Regions from separate parts of the Mus musculus genome. Here region 1 is linked to region 2. Evidence: chromatin contacts called from public Hi-C data. All regions are on one chromosome and are shown on one strand. The core of a region is the stretch at or near the end of the contact, and the rest is flanking DNA. Distances in the headings are between cores, read along the strand shown. Region 1 has its middle 19 kb from the start of Gm37548. Region 2 holds the start of 2610316D01Rik (RIKEN cDNA 2610316D01 gene).

Region 1 (7,813 bases), core at 5,124-7,623, 5.5 Mb before region 2:
GAAGTTGGAGTCTATCAGTCTATCAGTTTCTGCAACTTAGAGCCACAGTTCTTGCTGCCCCAGCCGGTTCTGCGCTGGGTGGGATCCTAGTTTATTCTCAGCCTTAGCTGGGAAGGTGGAGGACTTGTCTGATTGCCTGGGCCAGTCTTTTCCTGTCCCTTCGTTTTCTTTTTTTCTCTTTTTAAAATATTTTTTATTAGGTATTTTCCTCATTTACATTTCCAATGCTATCCCAAAAGTCCCCCATACCCTCCCCCCCACTCCCCTACCCACCCACTCCCACTTCTTGGCCCTGGCGTTCCCCTGTACTGAGGCATATAAAGTTTGCATTACCAATGGGCCTCTCTTTCCAGTGATGGCCGACTAGGCCATCTTTTGATACATATGCAGCTAGAGTCAAGAGCTCAGGGGTACTGGTTAGTTTATGTTTTTGTTCCACCTATAGGGTTGCAGATCCCTTTAGCTCGTTGGATACTTTCTCTAGCTCCTCCATTGGGAGCCCTGTGATCCATCCAATAGCTGACTGTGAGCATCCACTTCTGTGTTTGCTAGGCCCTGGCATAGTCTCACAAGAGACAGCTATATCAGGGTCCTTTCAGCAAAATCTTGCTAGTGTATGCGATGGTGTCAGCGTTTGGAGGCTGTTTATGGGATGGATCCCTGGATATGGCAGTCTCTAGATGGTCCATCCTTTTGTCTCAGCTCCAAACTTTGTCTCTGTAACTCCTTCCATGGGTGTTTTGTTCCTACTTTCTTTCCCTTTCAGACACTCCTGGTAGGATCTCAGGACACACCCAATCCAAAACATAAGAAAGCAAAGTAGAAGAGAAAAACAAGACCTGTTGTCTTCTGGGAGAGGAGCCTGAAACAGTGAAAGAAAACCTTTGAGATTTTGGTTTTCAGTGTGGTTTGGAAAAAGCCAAATTATTCTTTAAAAAAGTATTTACTGGAGTGAGATATCCCAGCAAGTAAGAGAGTTTGCCCAGCAAGCATGAAGACTTCAGTTCAAATCCCCTGAACCCACATAACCAAACCAAGTATTTCTCAAAGCGAGTGTGTGTGTGTGTGTGTGTGTGTGTGTGTGTGTGTGTGTGTGTCGGGGGAGGGTGTGCCAGGAGGATCTGAGGGCTTGCTAACTGCCACCCTAGCCACAGGCTTAGTGAGAAACACTATCTCAAGTGATTAAAGGTGAAAAGTGGCTGTCCTGATACTTGCTCTATAGACAAGGCTGGCCTTGAACACAGGGATCAGCCTGCCTCTGCCTCTCAAGTGCCAGGACTAAAGGCCTGAGCTATTGCACCCGGATTATTTTGCACTTATAAATATCAGAATAAAGACCTACGCATCAGTTTCATGTCTAGGGTCTTGATTATAAAAGAGAATGGCCCTCCATGCCCCTTTAGTTGGTGGGCATCCCACTATAGTCTCTTTGCTGAGCTAGCCAGGAAGAGACAGTGCTCAGAGGTCAGTTCAAAGGCATGATTTCTTGTTGCAAGCTATATTTTGCTCAGCTTACCCTCTTAGGGGAGGGAAGTCATGTGCTCTGAAGGTTTTTTCATTGTGTTAAATTTTTCACAGCCTTCTGTATTGGGATGTGACATGTCTCCCATATATGTGTGTGTATGCACACACCATGTTCCCCACAGATATGTGTGTATGCACACACCCTGTCCCTTTACATTCATATACTCACATATACATATATGCATATAAGCAAAAAAAGTTCTGGTCCATTTGGTAGATATGCAGGTCACGAAGTCCATTTTTGTGGAGCAATCTCTCATTTTCAAGCCTATTCCTGTGCCAATTGTCTGTGATTTGCTAAATCATGATGATCCAAAGAAATTAGAAGCAATTAAAATCACTGCCAGTCACCTTCTAAAACGATAGTTCATCATTCTAGTATAGTTTGTGATAAATCCTGAATAATATTTCCTCCAGGAAGACATGCTCAGGGTCCTTTGTTCTCTTACTAGTGGTCAGCACTTGTATCTGTAGAGTTGATTGTATTCTACTCTTACCCCAGAATTTCACTGACTTAGTGTCTGGTCGTTATATATTATCACTTCTTGGACTCCAATTCTCTTCAGAAAGGACGTGGAGAGTGTACCAGCTTCCCATTGACTGTTAGAGCGCATACCCCACCCCCACCCCATCTTGCAGCCCCAGTGGCTGAGAGGAGCTCAGATTCAGTGTTTCCCACCTCTGCAGTCTGAGGTCCAATGTGGCTCTTGGAGGGCATGAGGTTGGCTCAGCAGTTATGAGCACATACTACTTTTGTAGAGACCCAAGTTTGGTTCGCAGCACCTGTATGCCAGCGCACAACAGCCCATCACTCCCCTGGCCTCTGAAGGCACTGCAGTCATGTGCACACACCCCTCTATTCACATAAATGTAATTAAAGACAAAACCTTTAGTGAGACCTGAAATAGGCCTTACACTGTCACTGGGCTGCAGCTAGAAGACTATGAACACACTGGAGGTTGGTCACCTTCATTGCCTTCCCAGTTTCTAGAAGATGGCTACTCTATCCCTTGGATGGGCATTTGCCCATCTTGCAGTCCAGCAACTAAGATCTTCAGCCTGTTTCCTCCGGAATTGTCTCCTTTCAGACTCTCCTGTCTCTGTCTTAGAAGCTCCTGGTATTAACAGACCTCATAGACCTACCTCTTCAGGTTCTCCAGGACACCCGTACCGTATCAGCCTATAACAATCACCAAAGCCTCGTCACTGGGTTGGAGAACTGATTCCCATGTTCTAAGGGTTGGAGTGGATACATCTTGGGGCGGGTGGGCAGGGAGCAGGGACAATTTGCTTACTACAGAAATAAAAGGGAAAAAACTTCTTGCAAATAAGCAATACTAACACACATTGGGTCCTCCCTTCCCTGAAGATTGGTGTTTTTTTTTTGTTTTTGTTTTTGTTTTTGTTTTTTGGTCCCATATAGGCTTAAAAATGGATGTCTGCTCAGCTGCAATCCTATGATTTACCTCGTGTGTATTGGAAGCACGCCGATTGTATAGAATGAAATGTTTACTTTTTAACCGTCCTTTAAAGGTCACATGGAAAACAGAACTGATGATAAATGAGTTGCCCACATGGAGCAATGAAGGTGAGATAGAAAGTGGGTTTCTGGATGAGAGGAGCCAGACACAACCAGAAGAGAGTTGACTAAGAGATTAGCTGACTCAGGAAAATTCTAATCCTACCTTGGGAAGGACACTTGGTTTGATTTATAGTTATTGTAGTTCATAAAAACAACAACAGCAACAACAACAACAACCCAACCAACCCTCCTCTCTTTAAAACCATTTTGTCATTAAGTTTGCAGTTTGTGTCTTTTTGCGGTAAGAAAGGCTATAAACGCCAAGAGCCCCGGTCTCCCAGGTAAATTCTCAGCCCAGGCCTCTGCTGTCTGTGGGTGTTGGTGACTTAGAGCCCACTTTCAGAGATATATTGAAATTCTATATCAAGCTAAAGGATGCCCTGTAATATTCGAGTTTTCTTCCAGAACAAACAGACTTGACATGGTTCAAGTACCTGTCCCCCGAATAAAACAAAAAGCCATTCTTCTAGAGTCACGCATGCTTCTAGACCTTTCCCTGCAGCTGTTGTTTAGTTTTTCTTGATGACCAGGCAGGTTTTGATTTCCAGGGTAGTCTGTTATTAAGTCGGGGAGGGTAGGTTTCTACTGGGATCCCCAGCCTGGAGAAGCAGGGGATCCCCCCAGCCTCTGAAAGGGTGTGAAACTTTTCAACTCTCCTCTCCTCTCCTCCCCTCCCCTCCCCTCCCCTCTCTCCCTCTCTCCTCCCCCCTCTCTCCCTCTCTCCTCCCCCTTCTCTTTTCTGGTCCCCTTGTCTCCTTTCATCTCCCCTGCCCTTCCCCTTCCTCTTTCCCTCCCTCTGCCTTTCTTACTTCTCAGTCCTCTATCTTGGTTACCTTTGGTAGGTCTCTTACTCTCAAGGAAAAAAAATGCTCTGCAGGTATCTGTAGGCTCTCCTACCCTCAGATCCAGCGAATGTTACCACAGAATGAGCTGGTTTATATTTTGTACTTAGGGACTTTCAAAAGTATTATCATTGAGGTTGCTGATCCCATTGATAACTCTCATCAGCCATGGCCAAGTGGTGATCATGACTTTTGTTGATGGTTATCGGTGTTTACTGGTTGGACTCTTGGGTTGTCAGGCAACATCTTTTTAATTTGATAGAAATCAAAGGAAAGTAATCTCTCTCTCTCTCTCTCTCTCTCTCTCTCTCTCTCTCTCTCTCTCTCTCTCTCTCTCTCTCTCTCTCTCTCTCTCTTCCCCTCTCCCTCTCCCTCTCCCCTCCTCCTCTCCCTCCCTCCCCACCCCACTCTGGTTATTCTGCAGCTTTGTGATATTTGAAAAATCTCAGAATAACAGTATCTTCTTAATGGAGGTTAAGACTCTTATTAAATATTACTCAGTGGTTTTCAAAGTTCTGGGTGCTATAAACCATTGGGGGACCTTGGTCAAAGTGCAGACTTCTAAGACCTAGAGGCAGATTTTAGCATTCAGTAGCTCTGGATGACCCTCGTCTTTGCATTTCCACATATTCTCAGGTTGTTAATACAGGGACGGGTCGGTGGCTGGACCCAGATCGTGGCGAAGCGAGCTGCCCTGTTAGCTCTCCACCTGCCCCACACAGTGTTTCCATGCAGGCTGCCGTTCTTTAAGCTGGGAGTGTTGTTTTCTTTCGCTCAACCCGGGAAGGAGCCTTTCCCCAGCTCAGTGTTTCACCTGCATTGCTATTTTCAGAGCTTTTGGTTTCAGTATGAGAATCGAAGGTTGAACTGAAATCAAATACATTTGTCTGGGAGTGGGATGGTCTGTCAGGCATTGATCTCCTTGAGCTGGCGCTCTCTGGGAACGCCTCCCCAGTGAGAATCCCAGTCAGGATTCTAAAGGTTACATGGAATAGGCCTGATTTCTGAGCTTCTCTGGGGAGATCACTTAATTCATAAAGCACAAAGTGGAGAAAGCCGCCACATACCCACAACTCCCCCTCGTTAAGTAACCAGAGCACGGTTCCTGTTATAGAAGAAAATAACGTGTTGATTAGCGTGTAAGCCAGAAAATACCCCCGAGCGGTGAATCTTTAAAGATGAAATAGTTGCACTTTGGAAGACGGGGAAAAATGGCAAAATGAAATCCGGGTAGAGTCGGCTTTGCGAAGGCTGGGTTTCTGCGTGCGCGCTCACGGCATTCAGCCACGAGGGGGCAGCATTGCACTTTGGTTGAAAAAACGGTCTGGCAGGAAGGGAGCCCTTTAAAGGAACATAACATCTACGTGAGCAAAGCTAAAAACCAGAACATTAGCAAGCACCAGAAAACCAACAACGCAGAGCCCAACTGTCTTTGTTATAATGTGCCGTCTTCGCTTCTCCCGTGGACGGGATTTAATATTGTAGTATTAAGACTTTCTGGGCCATATCACGTCAGTTCATAAATACATGCTTAGGGGTGGTGGTGGGTATGCAGTGAGATTATTATGATTATATGTATATATATTATACCTTCCACTTTTGTTTGCCTTGCCTTTCTCAGCTTACCGTTCTTGCGTTGTTGTCAAATACCAGGTCTCCCACATTGCTTCCTCCAAGGCAGAGCCCAGACCTTCTGTGGGCTGCCCCTCGGTGTGGCCCGTGATTTTGTGGAGTTCCATGGAGTTTGGCTAGAAAGTTACTTACTCCTTTCCTTTTTGTACAAAACTAGGTTCTTAATTTCCATGGTTCTGGCCCTTCTCTAGGGATTGTAGCCATGGAGACACTTTCAGAGGAGTCAAACCATCGCTCTGTGGGGAGTAGTTGCATCTTTGAAATGGACCCCTAAGTCACACTGAGACCAAATCCAGCCTTTGAGCTGAGAAACTCAAGCTCCACCAGCTCAGGGGCGGCTTCCCTATGCTCCCGGACAGTGAGTGAGTGCCTGGTGTTGAAGGTGCATAGTAAATATTTGTCCAGTGAACGAGCCCCATTTCAACCCTCACGCCGTGACCGATCACCATGCCCTTCACCCACTTGGGATTTGCTTTTGGCTAATGACTAACGTGAGACCACACGAGGCTGGAGGTGTTCACTTGCCTTTCTTTCTAGTCTCCAACACTGTTTTCTTTCTGAGTTTGCAGGGTCATGGTGACATGAGGCAGAGTTTCTTGCGGGGGTGGGGGTGGGGGGAGTCATTTTTGTTTCTCTGATGTTTGCATACAATTACAGTGTTAATTCTGCCTTTGTGTTGGGAGTTCACAAAGACCAGATTAAAGTTTCCCCTCGGTGTTACTACCTGGCTCCTTCCTCCTCCCCTTTTCTTCTCTTCTTGTTGGGAAACTTGACTTTGAGCAGGGCAGGGACTAACAGGCAGCGGGAAGATTAATTACCCTCCTTGGAATCTCACTTGACTGGGCAAGGTGAGACAGTTCAATTATGTAATCATGCTGGCAGTCTTGGCTTCCCAGGCCCTGGGTGCTAGGACTACCCTCTTCCTGCATTTTAATTATTATGAGGGACTCGCTCTGCTCCTTGTAACTCTCCAGTGAACCCTCAGGCCGTGGGAAAGGAGCTGTCAGTTTTGGCAGGAGATGCTCCAATCGCTGGCATCTCTGCCCTCTTCGAGGGTTCCTGTGGAGAGTCTCCGTGCTCCTGTTGGAAGCTGTGGTTGGGCTGCCTGGCTGCGTCTCTTGGGCCATGTGGATTCCTTTTCTCTATCGCACAGCTTTTTAAGGCTTTCTCCTTTGCCTTGAGAAAGGCTCCCATTGAAGCTACGGGCCAGGGAGCCTCATTCGAGTGGAATGCATTAGAGGTGGGAAGTGTAGCAGACCCTCCTGCAATGGCTGAGAGGTTATCATCTGCTGTGTCCAACACCGGGGGGGGGGCAGGGACCACATGTGGCCATTAGCACCTGAACCATGGCCAGTGCAATTAAGGAGCTGAATTTTTAATTAGAATTAATGTGAAGTTCAACAGTTATCTATGGCCAATGGATACTCTATTGGGCAGTGAAAGACTCCTGTAACCATTATGTCCACAAAGGAGATGATCTCTCTCTCTCTCTCTCTCTCTCTCTCTCTGTGTGTGTGTGTGTGTGTGCGTGTGGCTTGATTGTTGCACTATCATATAAAGGACCCCCCCCCAGTCTCACTATTGCTAGTGCTAGATTTTTTTTCTACCATGCCCTCTTGTTTTTCACTACCCCTACCCCACTCCCATACCAAAGATACATCTTAGTTATGCTAGACCTTACAAAAAGGGACAGGAGAATGGAGTTTTCCATATTCTGTTATGAGTCCTTATCTCCTTGGTTGGTAAATGACTATAATCTTAGTGAAAGGCACATTCCCCCCAAATGCAATGTCAGGTAGACCAGTTATCTTAGTGAAGTACTGGGTCATCTGCTGTGATATTGCCACTAACTTAGTGCCACACTGCCTGGCTATCTTTGGCATAGTGCTTCAAAGTTGTTTGGAGACGTTGTCCCTTGACCAGCCCAGGTGAGAGCTTGTTTTTGACAATAAGCTCTTGAAAAAAAATGACCTTATAAAACAAACTATGCCTTGAACTATACACAAGAAAGAAAAAACGGTGATAAACATAGGTGTTAGGAACATAGTTAGTTTGGTAAGTCCAACCCAGGAGAAGAAGAAAGCGGGTGAAGGTGGCACATGCTTATAACACCAACTCTGGAGAGACAGAGTGTTCCCCTGACCAGGCACCCCCTTCTACTTGGCAAGTCAATGAGAGATTCTGTCTCTAAAATCTCTTTTGTCTCAACACCCACAGATGCACATGCACACAC
Region 2 (6,829 bases), core at 1,047-3,546:
CCACCACGGTCAGGGTGTAGGAGTCCCCAGCCTCTCGGTCCAAGGGGGCTTCGGTCACGATAGTGTAGTAATTCTTGAAGGAAGACTTGAGGCGGAACGGCACGTCTCCCAGAAGCTCACACTGCACCTGCCCGTTCTCCTCTGAGTCCCGATCGGTCACGCTGAACAGAGCCACCACCGTGCCAGGGGCCGCACCCTCGCTCACCGCCTCTTTCACTGTGCTGAAGCTGATCTCTGGTGCGTTGTCGTTGGCATCCAGCACTCTCACCAGAACCTTGCAGTGCGCAGGCACAGCATTGGGACCCAAGTCCTTGGCTTGGACATACACCTGATACACTGGGCTCTCTTCATAGTCCAGCTCGCCGCTCACCTCCAGCCGGCCGGTGCGCGGCGACAGTCCGAAGAGCTCCCGAGCCCTGGGTGAAATGTGACTACTGAACGAGTACACGACCTCGCCATTCTGGCCTTCATCAGGGTCGGTGGCATTAAGCTGGATCACTAGCGTGCCAGGGGGAGAATTCTCTGGTAGGGAAACTGTGTAGACGGGTTGGTCAAAAGCGGGCACATTGTCGTTGGAGTCGAGCACTCGGATGGTGAGCAAGGCCGTGCCAGTACGCTGCTGCTGGGGGGGCAGGCCGGCTCCCCCACCGCCTCCCCCTCCTTCCCCTCCTCCTCCCCCTCCTCCCCCGTCCACCGCGGTCAGCACGTAGCGGTGCACCGCTTGCTGTTCTCGGTCCAGTGGCTTCTCCAGGACCAGTTCGGCGAATCGGTTGCCATCTCCCTGGGTCTGTACGTCTAGCGAGAAGTAGCTATTTGGGGTTATCTCGTAGTCTCGCAAGGAGTTGGTCCCCACGTCTGGGTCGAAGGCGCTCTCCAAGGGAAAGCGGGTGCCTGGCGTGGCGCTCTCTGAGATCTCCACTGTCAGGTCGGGCTCTGGGAAGGAGGGAGGGTTGTCATTGATGTCCAGCACTTCGATCTCCACTCGGAACAGCTCCAGCGGGTTCTCCAGAAAGACCTCCAGGTGCAGGACACAAGAGGGGCTCTGCTTACAGATTTGCTCGCGATCTATCTTCTCGTTTACGTACAGAACCCCGGTCTCCAGATTGAGGTCCAAGTAAGGGGTCCGTGAGTTGGCCACCGTCTGAAACCTGCGAGCTGAAAGTTTTGTAATGTCCAAGCCCAGGTCTTCAGCGATATTCCCCACGAAAGTGCCATGTTCCTGCTCTTCCTGCACAGTATAATGAAGCTGGGAAAAGACTCCGTCCACCATCCAGAGCAAGGCAAAGAATAACAGCACAATCATTTCCAAAAGGAAAAGGAAGCAGCTCCCCTGTAGCCAGCCAGCCACCCCGATCACCGCCCCCCAACCACCACCACAAAAAGAATAATAATAATCTAAAAAATATAAATAAAAGTGTGCTGCGTGGGGGGGGGGCTCCTGTGGCTGTATTAAAATTTTGATTCCTTTTGCTTCATTTTAGAGCGTCTCCAAATCGAGCCTCATTTTTCAATCTTAGCGCAGAAAGGGTGACAGATGTCCCCTATGCTCAGCCGTAATCTTCCCACTGACCAATTAATAAAATAACGATCATACAATAGTCAGCCTCCTTTATTCCGACAGTGTTGGCGCAACGCGGCGCTGGCAAATCCCAAGGAGGAAATTTCGATATTTCAAGACTGTCCTAGGTTTGTCTTCCTGCTGATGGGAGGAGAATGTGGAGGAGGAAGAAGAGGAGAAGGAGGAAGATGAAGAGGAAAAGAAGGTAGAGGAGATGCTGCCGGCACCACTGAACATGCCTCTTGATATCAACGGCTGGCAAACGCGAGCGGGGTTAAAGACAGCGAGAAAAATTTTTGCTGGAAAAACACGGAGCCGTTCTGCAGCATAAAACTTTCATTCTCTTCATTTCTCCGGATGGACGTTCCTCTTGTCATTTTCTTCCCTCTGTCTCTCTTTGCATCTCTTGGCTTTCATAGTCTTGTGTCTATTCTCAACTTCACTGGCTCTGGCTTTGCGTGAACACAACCAGCTATTTCTTTTCTGCTGTTTCCTTTGCAAGCCTCTCTCCCTCTAACCTGCCTCTTCTCCTCTCAGTCCATCCTGCCTCCTGCTTCAGCCCCAATGCTTGTGATCTCGGCTGGCAGTTTCTGAGCTCCGAGCGCTCCGCTTCTCTGTTTTTGCGCAGCGCCCTCATTCTGCCAACCAATCGCCGAGGAGCACCACCCACCGAGCGACTGTTCGTTGGCTAAAGTGGCCGTCAAGTAGTTACGTCACGCGGCAGCCAGGAGGGGCGGGGCAGAACGCTCGCTTTGGCTGCGGGAGTGAGTGTGAGTGTGAGAGCAAGAACAGCCCGCAGGTCCCGAGGCGCTTGCAGGGGACTCTGCCGCGGAAAGTTCCCAGTCCCCAGCCGCAGGTAATGGGCAGGGAATAAGAGAGGTTCCCCTGTTTGCATCAGCAAATACGAAAACATAATAGCAACAGCTGCGGTAGCCTCTCCAAGGAGCGGGGTTTCCAGTGACGCTAACATTCTTTTTTTCCTTTAAGGTGTTTTCCCTCCTGCTGATCGTGGAAAGAAATCACCAAGAAGAGGGGAAAGTTGCCCCGGGGCCGGTAGTCATGTAGGGGTTACCAAAGCAAGGGACTCTGGCAGAGATGCGCGCGGACAATTTAAATGCCGGCATAAAATGGCATGTGTCAATCAAAGCTAGAGGGTCAGAAGGGGAGGTGTGGGGAGGATAGACCAGGCTGCAAAGGGAGTGCGGAGGTGAATTCCCCCTAAAGCGGAGGGATTCAGACCAAGGGACTTGGGGCGACAGCTCCTATAGACGGGCAGATGGTTGAACGTCTACCCATCTAATGTCTACCCACAAAATGCTTGGTTACTAAATTAACTCGTTTGGGGACATTGCTTCGAACTGTGAGTACCCCAGTCAAGGACTGGGGGCTTCTTTGTAGTTTATGCATGGGAGCCCGCCATCGTTAAACCCACTCTAGGGCACCGGATCCAGCACCACCCATCACAGCGAGGCGCTAGCAATATCCCTGCGCCTCGCCTGGCCCCGCGCCAGGCAGCAGTGGCGAGCGCGGGCTTTTCTTTTCTTTTCTTCTTTTGCCTGATTTCTGTTTTAATTATTTATTTTTCTTTTACCCTTGGTGATCCATCCCTGCCTCCATAACTAGAGGGGGTGTGGGAAGAAGGTACATGCCCAGCCCGAAGACAGCTCTCTGGAGAATGACCGTGGGGTGGCCGCGAGGGCGGGCGGGGCGGTGCACACGCACACGGGGGATAGAGTGTGCACCGCTGCGGGAATCCACCGGCACGTTTGCACATTCCTGGTGCTGGCCCTCGTCCTCGCTGGCTGGCCACAAGCTGAGTTCGGTGCGAATCCCTGGGGAGCAGTCCGGGGATTCTGAGCCGCGCGCCTGACTAGCCACGGGTATCCACACGCCCAGTTCCCGGGAAGTTATAAGGCGGCGGGAACGAACTCTCCGCTGCTGGGAGAGCCCGCTGAATGCCTGTCCTTCAAGGATAAATATCGAAGAATACGTTTTAATACTTATCAACGTGCTGCCCGCAAGGAATAGGTTGTTTATTTTCCGGAGGAGCCGTTTAAGCCAAAGACTAGAATGACTCCCTAGAGGCTTCCCGGTAATGAATGACCCAGGAGTAACGCTACAGCAACCGAAGGGAAGGAATGGTACCACCCCTCCCCCTATACTGCCCTCCCCTCCCACCCCCCACCCCGCCCGCAAGGTACGCTACAGTGCCTTCTGGAAAGAAATTAGGAGTGCGCGTCCCCACGCGTGATTGACAGCGAGGCGTGCTCGGACCACTCGGGAGAGTCCGTGTTTAACGGCCTGTTCCCCTACCCCTACCACTTGCCTCTTGCGGAGAGATGGGTTCTACCTTTAAGAGGGTAGGTGGAAAAGGAGCCAGCAAACATGGCTAAGCCTTTTCCAGCTGCATTGAATTGACCATCCGCCAAAACCAAACCGCTACAGTTTAAAATGATTTTAGCGTCACGTCTGCGGCGGAGAATGAAGCGGCAGAGCAGAAAAAGGACCTGTGGATCAATGAAAAGGGGCTCAGAGTGTATCCGAATATTAATACACTGTGGCCATCTGTGCTTCCCGCCCCTCCCCCTCCCTTCAGAGCTACAACATTAAAATGCAATTTTTCTAGCACCCCAAGCTGACTCATCCGAAACCCTGGGCCTTTAAAAAAAAATCCAAACACGATGGTAATGCTTTAATGTGTTTATTTGTACGGACGGAACACTTGTGTGTCTGCATGTTTTCGTGTGAGAGACACGCTGCGGAATGACAGTGCAGATGTGCTGGCGGAGGTTTGTGTCTCGGAAAGGAGCTTGAAGTTCGAGCTGACTTAGGGCGTTTGCAGAACGCCGGCGAGCTTGCCGAGGTGGAGATGAGAACGTGAAGAGATGGCCAGATTTCCCTGAGATTTCCCTGTAAATAATCAGTGCATCCACTGTAACACTTGAGCCGCTTTTTTTTTTTTTTTTTTTTTTTTTTTTTTTTAAATGGTGGCAGCTGTGTTTGAATGGGGACCATTTCCAGAAACGTGGGTTGCAGGCGTCTCCTAGCGGCGAAAGCGGCATAGGGCAAGTGAAATGATTTTGCTGTGGAGCCCGCCTTCTGCCTTTGTAGGGTTTGCCTGCTGGGGGCTCTGCTGCATTCTGCAGGTCACGGAGGCCAGAGTCCAGGCCATCAAAGCAAAGCCAGGCTTCTCCACTGGTCCTGCCTCGCTGACTTTTTTGGTCTCTGAGGTGCCATCCCCTGGACTATAGGGGTGACAATGGAGTCCTCCTAGCCAAATAAAAGCGACCCAGGCCCTCTGCCCTCCCTGAGAAAACTCAAGCCAAGGAGGATTGCATGGGCAGTTTGCTCGCACCCAACATTTGCAGGTGGGCATTATAATAAGGTCTTTGAAAGAAACCAATCCTGTGATCTTGAGCTCAAAAACAGTACTTAAATTTTTCTTTCAAAAATGTCTTTTGAGCTAAACATGTATGTTTTCTGTCTTAGTCGCAATTAGGCAAATACTTTCCCCTCCACCTTTTCATAATCTTTCCTTGTTTACCCTTCTTTGAATCCTAGTGTTTAGTGAAGTCACAGTTATAGACCAGGTAATCTGGGGGGGAGGAAGCGGCTTCTTTGAAGTGCGGCGGGCTTTGTCCCTGGGCTCTGCCTTACAGCTGTGGGAGAAGCAAACAGGAGCCTGCAATCTGCCTCCCCCATCCTCTGAGCCCAAGGAGCACCAGCACTCTGTTCCCTAACAAACTGCATTCCTGGATAGGGGCGAGAAAGGTGTTTAATCATTTGTAAAGAGATAAAAATCAGCTTTCATGAAAATCTCGGGTTATATGTGAATGTGGTAGCTTTTTTTGTTTGTTTGTTTCTAAGTGAGGCAGAACAGAAGTAAGAAGGCACCAAGGATCTCCAAGAGCATGGAAACTAAATAATAGGGTGGCTTTCTTGTCTGCCACCTCTTACTGGAGAGGGCAGGAGAGACAGGTTTGTTAACTAGCTTTTGGATAAACGAATGTTTGCCGTGATTTAATATGACTGCAAAGCAATCTGTTTTAAAATCCTCTTATTATTGCACTGTGCTCAGAACTTTGAGAAAAAGTGAATCTGATGTTTTGCCATTTTTTTTTCTAGGAATTGGAAGGAATACTTCCAATTGCACCAGTAAGGAAGGCTAGAAACATTAGGTAGGACCAGGATTGAATTGGATGGGTTCCTGCCTGGGCCACTTTTACTCCCAACTCATAGTGTCAACAGTGTAGCTACAGGTTTTACAGATAGCCAAGAACTAGGTCCATACACACACTCTAGATAAATACAGCTTAATAGGAAAGCAAGCAAATCTTTGGAACTAAGCTCACAAACACAGTGACAGCTCTTAAAGCATATTTACAGCAAAAGGGAGAGTATGGATTAGAGCATTTGGAAACAATTGGTATTGTATGCTGCTATAGACATTTGAGTGACTAGTAACTGTCTAAGGCTCTGAAGCAAATAGAGAACAAACCAGGGAATCTTATTCTTGGGGCTGGACATCCCAGATTGTGTACTAAGTTCTACTGTCTTGATACTCAAAGTAGAAATGTACGACTGTATCTTGTTTAAGCTAGTAAGTATTGGCATGGCTTCACATTGCAGTGTCTTTTCATTCATCCTACAGGGCCAGTATTTTGTTAAACTCTAAACAGTGAATTAAAAGCACTGGATGGGCCGAAGCAAGCCTCTAATGCAAAATGACAAATTGCACTTAAGCAATACATGAGCAAGAAAATGATTTATGGATTTTTACAATGGTCCGAGCAAATGAAAGTCACATGAATTATACATCCTAATGCTCCAGATATCATTTTCTAATAATACATTTTCAGTTCACATACCATACTCTCTTTACTAGAAGAGAAATTGATCAGGGATATTTTTAAATTAGCCAAAGTCTTTGGATACTGTTGCTAAAGACATAGGGATGTATACTTCCCCTTGATTTGAGGATGGGGAACTAATAAATATCAAACAAACATTTTTGCCATATCCTTACACATTGTTATTAGAAGAAGGAAACAACCTTTTGAACATTTGCGCTGTATCATCATCTTTCAAAAGGGAAGCAACAGCTCTTACTTTGGCAGTTTTCATTGCCTTTTGTCTCTTTTTCTGGAAAAAAAAAATCAAATTCATTACCTCATCTTGCCCCTTTCTCCCATTGTGCTGGATATTGAAAAGTCTGATTTCTTTAAAATGTCTCTTGGCCTCTCCATATTTTCTTTATCCTATTTTTTTATG

The links. A called contact is a pair of places that touch in the nucleus more often than the background predicts.
Region 1: a Hi-C map of uterus shows a contact between it and region 2, with 8 times the contacts expected there. The contact joins the enhancer-like site here to the promoter of 2610316D01Rik in region 2. A contact is called at or near these places in 5 of 39 promoter capture datasets (cranial neural crest, frontonasal cranial neural crest, hippocampal neurons and 2 more), 31 of 484 Hi-C or Micro-C datasets (B cells, Sertoli cells, brain and 17 more) and 5 of 115 datasets of contacts at active chromatin or transcription factors (embryonic forebrain, embryonic limb bud, forebrain and 2 more).

The regions. Positions count from the first base shown.
Region 1 is chr3:50,903,586-50,911,398 of GRCm38.p6, reverse strand. No RefSeq gene overlaps it. Among named protein-coding and RNA genes, the nearest start is that of Gm37548, 19 kb to the right of the region's middle. Within about 2 kb of position 6,373, at least 115 of the 459 cell types and tissues checked have an H3K27ac peak or open chromatin away from gene starts, as enhancers often do. A contact at or near this core is called in brain, cerebellar granule neurons, cerebellum and 8 more, where this site is marked.
Region 2 is chr3:45,373,727-45,380,555 of GRCm38.p6, reverse strand. 2610316D01Rik (RIKEN cDNA 2610316D01 gene) reads left to right here and starts at 2,296. Exons shown (of 9, transcript NR_045172.1): 1 at 2,296-2,414. Pcdh10 (protocadherin 10) reads right to left here and starts at 2,158. Exons shown (of 5, transcript NM_001098172.1): 1 at 1-2,158. The coding sequence starts at 1,303.